Linked DNA regions of Mus musculus: region 2 is linked to region 1. The links are chromatin contacts, called in public promoter capture Hi-C maps. All regions are on one chromosome and are shown on one strand. Each heading gives the region's core, a stretch centred on a gene start, on an enhancer-like site or on the middle of the called end of the contact. The rest is flanking DNA. Distances are from core to core; before and after follow the strand shown. Region 1 overlaps Tango2 (transport and golgi organization 2). Region 2 overlaps Gnb1l (guanine nucleotide binding protein (G protein), beta polypeptide 1-like).

Region 1 (3,352 bases), core at 366-2,865:
GAAGGTTTGTGGGAAGGAGCTGACATGAGATCAGCCTTTCAAAGAACTTTGTTAGGAGAGAGGGTCCTGAGGGGGGAGAGCAGGCCCTTGGGTCCAGAGAAGAATTTCATTTGGAGGGATAGTTGCCATGTTTATCACCATGAGATCTGAAGGAGAGAGATAAACACCGATAAATTCTGGACTAGAGATAACAGCATGGCCATAGACAATCAGATGGGGCCTCAAAGGGAAGAGAATCTTCCCTTCAAAGTATGGGTAAACAGAGGAGTTTTATGACTCTTGGAGTTTTTCAGAGAAGGGTAGGCAGACTTCATTCGGGGAACTGAGCCCACTTGCCACAAGCAGAGAGACTGTACTAGGTAGGATCATGACCCCAAATATCTTGAATTTGGGGTTAGGGGCAAGGCTTGCTTTTTCAAGAAGGAAATTTTGCTGTGATGTAAGAGTTTGCTCCACTAAGCTGAAGGAAGGGTGTGGTAGGTAGGTCATGAGGCAGGCACATAGATGTACCAAAAAGGAGGGAATCTCAACTGGAGAATGGGATTCTAGGAAGGATGGTGGAACCTCTGAGGCCGCCTGAATGGACAGTGCTTACTGAGATGGTTCTAGAAAGCATTATTAGCAAATGGGCCAGGGATTCCTGGAAAACTGTCCTTCCCAATCCTTTCTGTGTACTAAGATTAGCTTGGGGTGGGACACACCTTTTGTTGTTGTTTTGAGACGGAATGTCATAGAGTTTTATTGCTCTGAAGGGAGAGTATGACTATGGCAACCCCTTGTAAAGGGAAACATTTATTGGAGCTGGCTGGCTTTCAGAGGTTCAGTCCATTATCATCATGGTGGAAGCATGGCAAAATGCAGGCAGTATGCTGGCAAAGGAGTTGAGAGTGCTATGTCTTGATCCATAGGCAACAGAAGTCTTCGTGCCACACTGGGTATAGCTTAAGCATATCAGACCTCAAATCCTGTCCCACAGTAACACACTTTCTCCAACAAGGCCATACTTATAGTGCCACTCCCTATGACCAAGCATTCTAATACATGAATCTATGAGGGTCAAACCTATTCAAACCACCACAAGGTTTCATTGTGTAGACCTTGAACTCAGAGATCTTTTGCCTGAATGATGGGATTAAAGGCATGTACCACCACTGCTGTCCAGCTTGGCATATTTGGGAGGCTGAGGCAGAGAGATCTCTGTGAGTTTTAGACTAGACTGGTCTACATAGTAAATTCTAGGTCAGCTAGGGCTATACAGGAAGGCCCTGTCTAAAAAACCAAAACAATAGCTCAAATGCAAGATACTTTCTGGTTTTTAGAATTGGCTAGTTGGACCAGGGAATCTGAGCCATCATTCTGAGAAGACTTTCATCAGCAGGCTTAGAAAACTGGAAGTCCTAAGCTTCATACGTGAAGACTCTCTTTACATCTTGTACATCCTTCTGGCATGGTCCGGGTGTGCCTAATAACATCAGTTGTGTATGGAACACACTGAAAGTTTTCCTTCTTGCCAGTGACTGGGGACTAGCAAGCAGCCTTTTGAGGTTCAGTTCTAGTGCCCTCCCCCCATCTTCCTGGCATGGTCAGCAGAGGCACTGCCAGGTCCCAAGTGCTGTTGTTCCTGGACCTCAGCCAACAGAGGCCACATGTGTCCTCCAAGTATCTATTTTAATCGGGGCTGGGCCCTACAGGAAGTGAAAGGGCCTGATCCAGTACCTATTTGCCAGAGCTACCCATACTCTGGTGATAGAGCTAGAGATGGGGAGGCTCTGTAGCCAAGGACAGCTCAGAGAAAGTTGGGGTACTCTCTTAGGTTTGGAAGTCTTGACCGCCACAGAACACTGAGACCTTCCTTTGTTATCTTGTCTGCATTGAAGGACCTTGGCTGTTCTCAGACATGGACAGAGCTGTTTAGTGTAGGTGTCCATCCATTCATTGTGTATTGACCAGCCCCCTGTATGTTCTAGCAAGTAGGACATACTTCAGAGTGTGTACCAGGACCCTGGTCATGAAGGAGCTCCCATGTAGGCTGTAGGACAGGGTGGGGGTTATATGCTTTGTACATGCCAGAGAATTTTTGACCACATTTCCTCCAGGATCTGCTTAAAGCATTCTAATTTTCTGTAAACATTCTAAAAAAGAAGGAAGCTAATGTTAAGTAAGTGTGAGACTGACTACTTTGTAATACTCAGTGTTTATATAGCTCAAATTCAAACTGTCTCCTATTAGGCTCATGTTTTCCTTGTTCCCCAGCAGGTATCACAGTTTTGGGGGCCTAGTTGCTGAAAATGGGCATGGTGGCTCACACCTTTAATCTCAGCACTTGGGAGTTAAAGGCAAGTAGTTCTTTGTGAGTTTGAAGCCAGCATGGTCTCATTTGTGAATTCCATCGTTGAGACCCCCATCTCAAAAATAACAAAACAAAACAACACAAACAACAACAAAAAATAAAAAGAAAGTAGATCATACTCAGCCATGGTTTACCTACTATGTGTTTCTTGGTTCTCCATGGCATGAGGAGCCTCTGCCACAGGCTAGGTCATGGTCTCCACCATATCCTGCCTGCCATGATGGTCAGAAACTATGAGCCAAAATCTTTCTCCCTCAAGTTTCTTTCAGATGTTGTCACAGTGAAATAAAAGACACTAATGTAGAAAATTCTCCAGAAAAGGTACACTCTTTGTTTTGTAACTAAATTTGACCATGAAGTTTTTAAACCTTTGGAACTGTCCTGCAAGGTGAATTTACAAGATTGGAGATGTGGGCTAGAGAAGCCCCAGAATGTTATAATTGAACGGGCAGGATGCAGCTAGAAATACAAGTGGCAAAGACTGCCTCAAGGCTTCCAACGGTGGAGTCTGTTAGAGTCCAGAAATTTTGATTGAGGCTGTACTCAAAATGGACAGTTGAGTTTGTCAGAGGAAATTTAACCTGGTCTGTAGTGAGATTAGAGGCAAAAGAACAGAAAGATGTGAAAAAACACGTACTTTGATTGGAAAGGGAGCATGAGCATATTTTAAAGTGTATGTCAAGCAAGAGTGGCCAGAGCTGTTAGGGGAATCTTGGCAGCGGATCTGAGTTCTGAGAGTGAGTCCCAGAACAGCCAGAGCTACACAGAGAAACCCAGTCTCAAAAAAAAAAAAAAAAAAAAAAAAAAAAAGACAAAAGACAGGGCCAGGCTGTGGTGGCGCACACCTTTAATCGCAGCACTTGGGAGGCAGAGGCAGGCGGATTTCTGAGTTCGAGGACAGCCTGGTCTACAGAGTGAGTTCCAGGACAGCCAGGGCTATACAGAGAAACCCTGTCTGGAAAAACCAAATAAATAAATAAAAAGAAAGAAAGAAAAGAAAAA
Region 2 (3,704 bases), core at 465-2,964, 220 kb before region 1:
AAGAAATGTCAACCAATAAGAACCTGTCACTGCGCAATGGGAAACAGCTTCCCTGCCCAGTTCTATCCAAGGTGACCTGCTTACATATGACAGGTCTGGGTCACAATCAGTGCCACCAGCAGCTCAGTCCTCCAGCTTAATTGCTGCTCTGCCCTCCCCTGCCCTTCCAGCTGCTTCTCCAGTGCTTGGCTCCAATTCATGGACCTGCTGCCACTGTGTTGACTGGCCCTGACCTCTGACCCTCTGCTTGTCTCTTGTGGCCAGGCTACCTGTGTGTCCTGGATATTGTGTCCACCTTCGATGCTCACACCTAGCAGAGCCCCAGTTCTAATGTTAAATGCTTCCCCCATGTGCAGGCACAAGCATCAGAAGGGCTGTAGAGTGCAGCTATGGATGAGCTCGGGCAGTCTCTGGTCCCTGACATGTACCCTCCAACACCCCTCTTACATGGTCTGTCCTCACTGGGCTCCACCCACAGGCTGCACTCAAAGCCTGCTCCGGGGCAGGATGTGGGGCAGATGCTGTGGCGTGGTGCACCTGAGCACATATGTGGGGCCCACCCATGCCTGCAGACAGGACCAGTTGCTCCTCCCAAGACTGGAGTGCTATGGTCCTGCAGAACTGGAGGTGGGGGTGGGGTGAGAACCTGTGCAGCAGACTGGATTGACACTGTTTTATCCTTGTCTCCCTGGGGATGTTGGCTTGGCTGAGGTAGAAAGGGGACTGTTGGGCACAGAGAGTCTCCACTGGAACCCACTCAGAGCCTTGTCTCAGGGACACTTCCTTGCTATCTCCTTGTCCCAGGAACTTATCAACACTGTCAATTCCCAGAGAAAGAGAGTGGCTTTTAACCCTGTACCTGGCTACTAAGCACACCTTGTGCTGGCGAGGTCCACCAGAGCCCTGACTGATCCTCAGAGGCAGAGGTGTGCAGGGATGAGGGCAGCTCTCACATTCACTTCCCCCACCTCCCTACTGGTTCACCATGTGAGAGGGCCAATCTGCCAACTCTGACCAACCATGGCCCTCTGGGATAGGAGTGAGTTCATGTCCAGCACACCTGGAAACAGGTCATGGCATCGAGGTAGAGACGGCCTGGCTGGAGGACTGGGTATTGAGGGAGGTGAGAGACTGCAAGCCTGCTAGGAACTTAAACTGGACAAAGACCAGCGCCCACCCGGGGGCTGTGCTCCTGAGTGTGAGAAAGTGCAGGGACATGGAGGAATGGGCAGGCCCTGTGCCCCTATATCCCTCACACGAATACAAGCATGCAGCATGCTCACAACCCTGCTGCAAACCCTATGTCTGCTTCAGTATGCACAGGCAGTCTTGCTGCACATCAAGATGACTCTGGGGTTTCTTCTGCTGAGCAAACTGGGCTGCTCTGGCCCAGGGTTCACTGGAGTGGGGGAGCCTTGTTATTACTCAGAGACCTAAAATACTATTGGCTGTAAATCAGTCCCTGCTTCAAGGCTACGGGCCCTACTCCATGTGGAGGCAGGAGCAGGGCCTGGGCACCACCTGTACCTGACAATGCCCGCCCGAGGCTCAAACTTGGTGGCTAGCAGCAGTCACCTCAGGGAGGCAGGCTCGAGGTTCCCCAGGCACTTTCCGGTAGGTTGTCTCCCTGACTGAGCTCTGGCCTGGGCTCGGGACCCTCCAGAAGGATCTCTGGCCACCAGTGGCTCTCACAACTCATGACCTCAGGTGGCAGGAATGCTCGGCGCGGCGCCATCTGGTTCTGATTACCCATGCTAGGCTGCGGGCGCCTCAGCCAGGGATCTGCGTCCCAAGTGGCTGGAGATTGATTTGGGCTCCTCGGAGGCTTTAGCAGGAGGATGTGAGGAAGGCACATCTGCACCAAAGTGGGGCTTGGGCCAAGGCAGGCAGGCGGCCATGGTGCCGTGCCATGGCACCAGTGAGGATGCTGTGGACTGAAGGCCACCTCGATGGCCCTCAGGTGTTAAGAATTACCTCAAAGAGCTTGCTTTGCAGGTTACCAGAGGCTTCCTTCTCAGAGACCTGGGCTGTACAGAACCAGGATCCCTGGGCCTCTAGGGCCAACACTGGCCCTGACTCTGGGCGAAATAGGACCCAGCCTTCACCAAACCCGGAGTCATTCTCACCCTCCCAGGCAGGAAGGCAAGCTCAGCAGGGGGCTGGGGCTCCCCACCTCCTTTGATGTGTACAGGCCCTGCCCACCTTACCCCAACTACTTCCAGGCTGCAGTTCCTAGTTCCCCTTCTGCTTTAACTTTTCAAATCATTAGTAGAGTAAAAGTTCATCTCTGGACTAGAACATGCCCATAAATTAAGTCTTAAGTTCCAGCAGCTGTTTCCCAAACATGTTGGGAGATTCCAACTATCTGGGCTGGAAGGGCTGCCTCCTGGGTGCAGCCCCAGGGCCCTGAGTAGGAGCTGCATAGCTCTGCCTTCCAGCTGATGAGAGTCAAGCCACTAAGGAGATGGACGCTGGACCCACGGGGACACTGCTGCTCTCTTCCAGGCTTCAGAGGCAGCGAGTGAAGGGGAGCCCCAAGCTTACCTGTTGGGCTCAGCACCTGTGAGGTGGGGCTCAGGACACACAGACCCGGTGGCTGAGTACTGTGCTTCTCCACATGCTCACATGGTTCTGAGGGTTAGGGACTTCTCTGAAGGTTGGAGGCCCCTCCCTTCACAGCAAGGAACCTGTGGGTCTCTCAGACCCTGAGAGAAGGATGGATGGACTGACATATAGAGCAGTCTTATTCTGAATTCATTATGTGTCCAGCACAACTGGACCCCCAGGAATGGTCTTAGCTTAGAGCTGGGGATCAGAGGAGCCTGCCTTACCAGTGGGCCTACCTCCTTTTCCTACTAGGCACTGCTGGTGGGGAGGCCAGGTTATCTATGCTGTCTCTGCTCCCCAGTGAGGGCACTCCTGGATCTGTCCCTACTTAGTCACTTCATTGTTCCCAGGCCCCCAAGCTATGGTATGTCATCTCTTTTGGGCCTCTCTTATAGTTCTACTCCACATCAGTCTCTTTCTGCTCTAGGACTTCCACTGATCCTCTATCCACTGCCCATAACCAATCCCTTTCCCAGAATGGCCTCATGATAAGGCCCTGATTTGTACCCTGGGTTTAGTGACGCCCTTATGACCCTGGGTGCCATCCGGCATCAACCAAGCCCTACCTTTACCCACCCACCCACATGCCTCAGGAAGGATGGGTGGACAGACATAAAGGACAGTCTGCCTGTGTGGACAAGATACTCTGAATCCATTGTGCCCAGCAAAATTGGACCCCCCCCACCCCCCCCACGGACAGTCCTGGCTCAGAGTCTGCCTTACCAGTGGGCCTCAGTGCCCACCTTCCTTTCCTGGGAAGAGCCTTTACTGTCCACCTTCCTTTCTTGGGAAGAGCCTTTACTGCCCACCTTCCTTTCTTGGGAAGAGCCTTTACAAGGCACTGCTGGGAGGAGGAGGCACTTAGGCTTGGACCTGACCTGCTCAAAGCAAACCCCATCCTCAGCCATAAGGCCTGAGCTGAGCAGTGTGAGGCCGCTGTGCCATGTGAGGCCGCTGTGCCGTGTGAGGCCGCTGTGTAGTGTGAGGCCGCTGTGCAGTGTGAGGCTGCTGAGCAGTGTAAGGCTGCTGAGAGAGGCTTCCTTCCTACTTTGGGAAGGCAGCAGGAATGACCTGTGAAGCCTCCTATTGGGTGGAGG

The links. Promoter capture Hi-C pulls out the DNA fragments that hold promoters and counts their contacts.
Region 2: a promoter capture Hi-C map of cranial neural crest shows a contact between it and region 1, with 4 times the contacts expected there. The contact joins two enhancer-like sites. A contact is called at or near these places in 11 of 39 promoter capture datasets (the 3T3-L1 cell line, 3T3-L1-derived adipocytes, the HPC-7 cell line and 6 more), 1 of 15 datasets of contacts at CTCF or cohesin (the NIH/3T3 cell line), 2 of 484 Hi-C or Micro-C datasets (embryonic stem cells and nephron progenitors) and 3 of 9 other capture datasets (adipose tissue, embryonic stem cells and liver).

What each region holds. Positions count from the first base shown.
Region 1 is chr16:18,332,469-18,335,820 of GRCm38.p6, reverse strand. The region is part of intron 1 of Tango2 (transport and golgi organization 2); the gene reads left to right. Among named protein-coding and RNA genes, the nearest start is that of Mir185, 6.7 kb to the right of the region's middle. Within about 2 kb of position 1,615, at least 13 of the 459 cell types and tissues checked have an H3K27ac peak or open chromatin away from gene starts, as enhancers often do.
Region 2 is chr16:18,553,456-18,557,159 of GRCm38.p6, reverse strand. All of the region lies in intron 7 of Gnb1l (guanine nucleotide binding protein (G protein), beta polypeptide 1-like), which reads right to left. Among named protein-coding and RNA genes, the nearest start is that of Tbx1, 32 kb to the left of the region's middle. RefSeq lists an enhancer at 1-2,992. Within about 2 kb of position 1,714, at least 42 of the 459 cell types and tissues checked have an H3K27ac peak or open chromatin away from gene starts, as enhancers often do.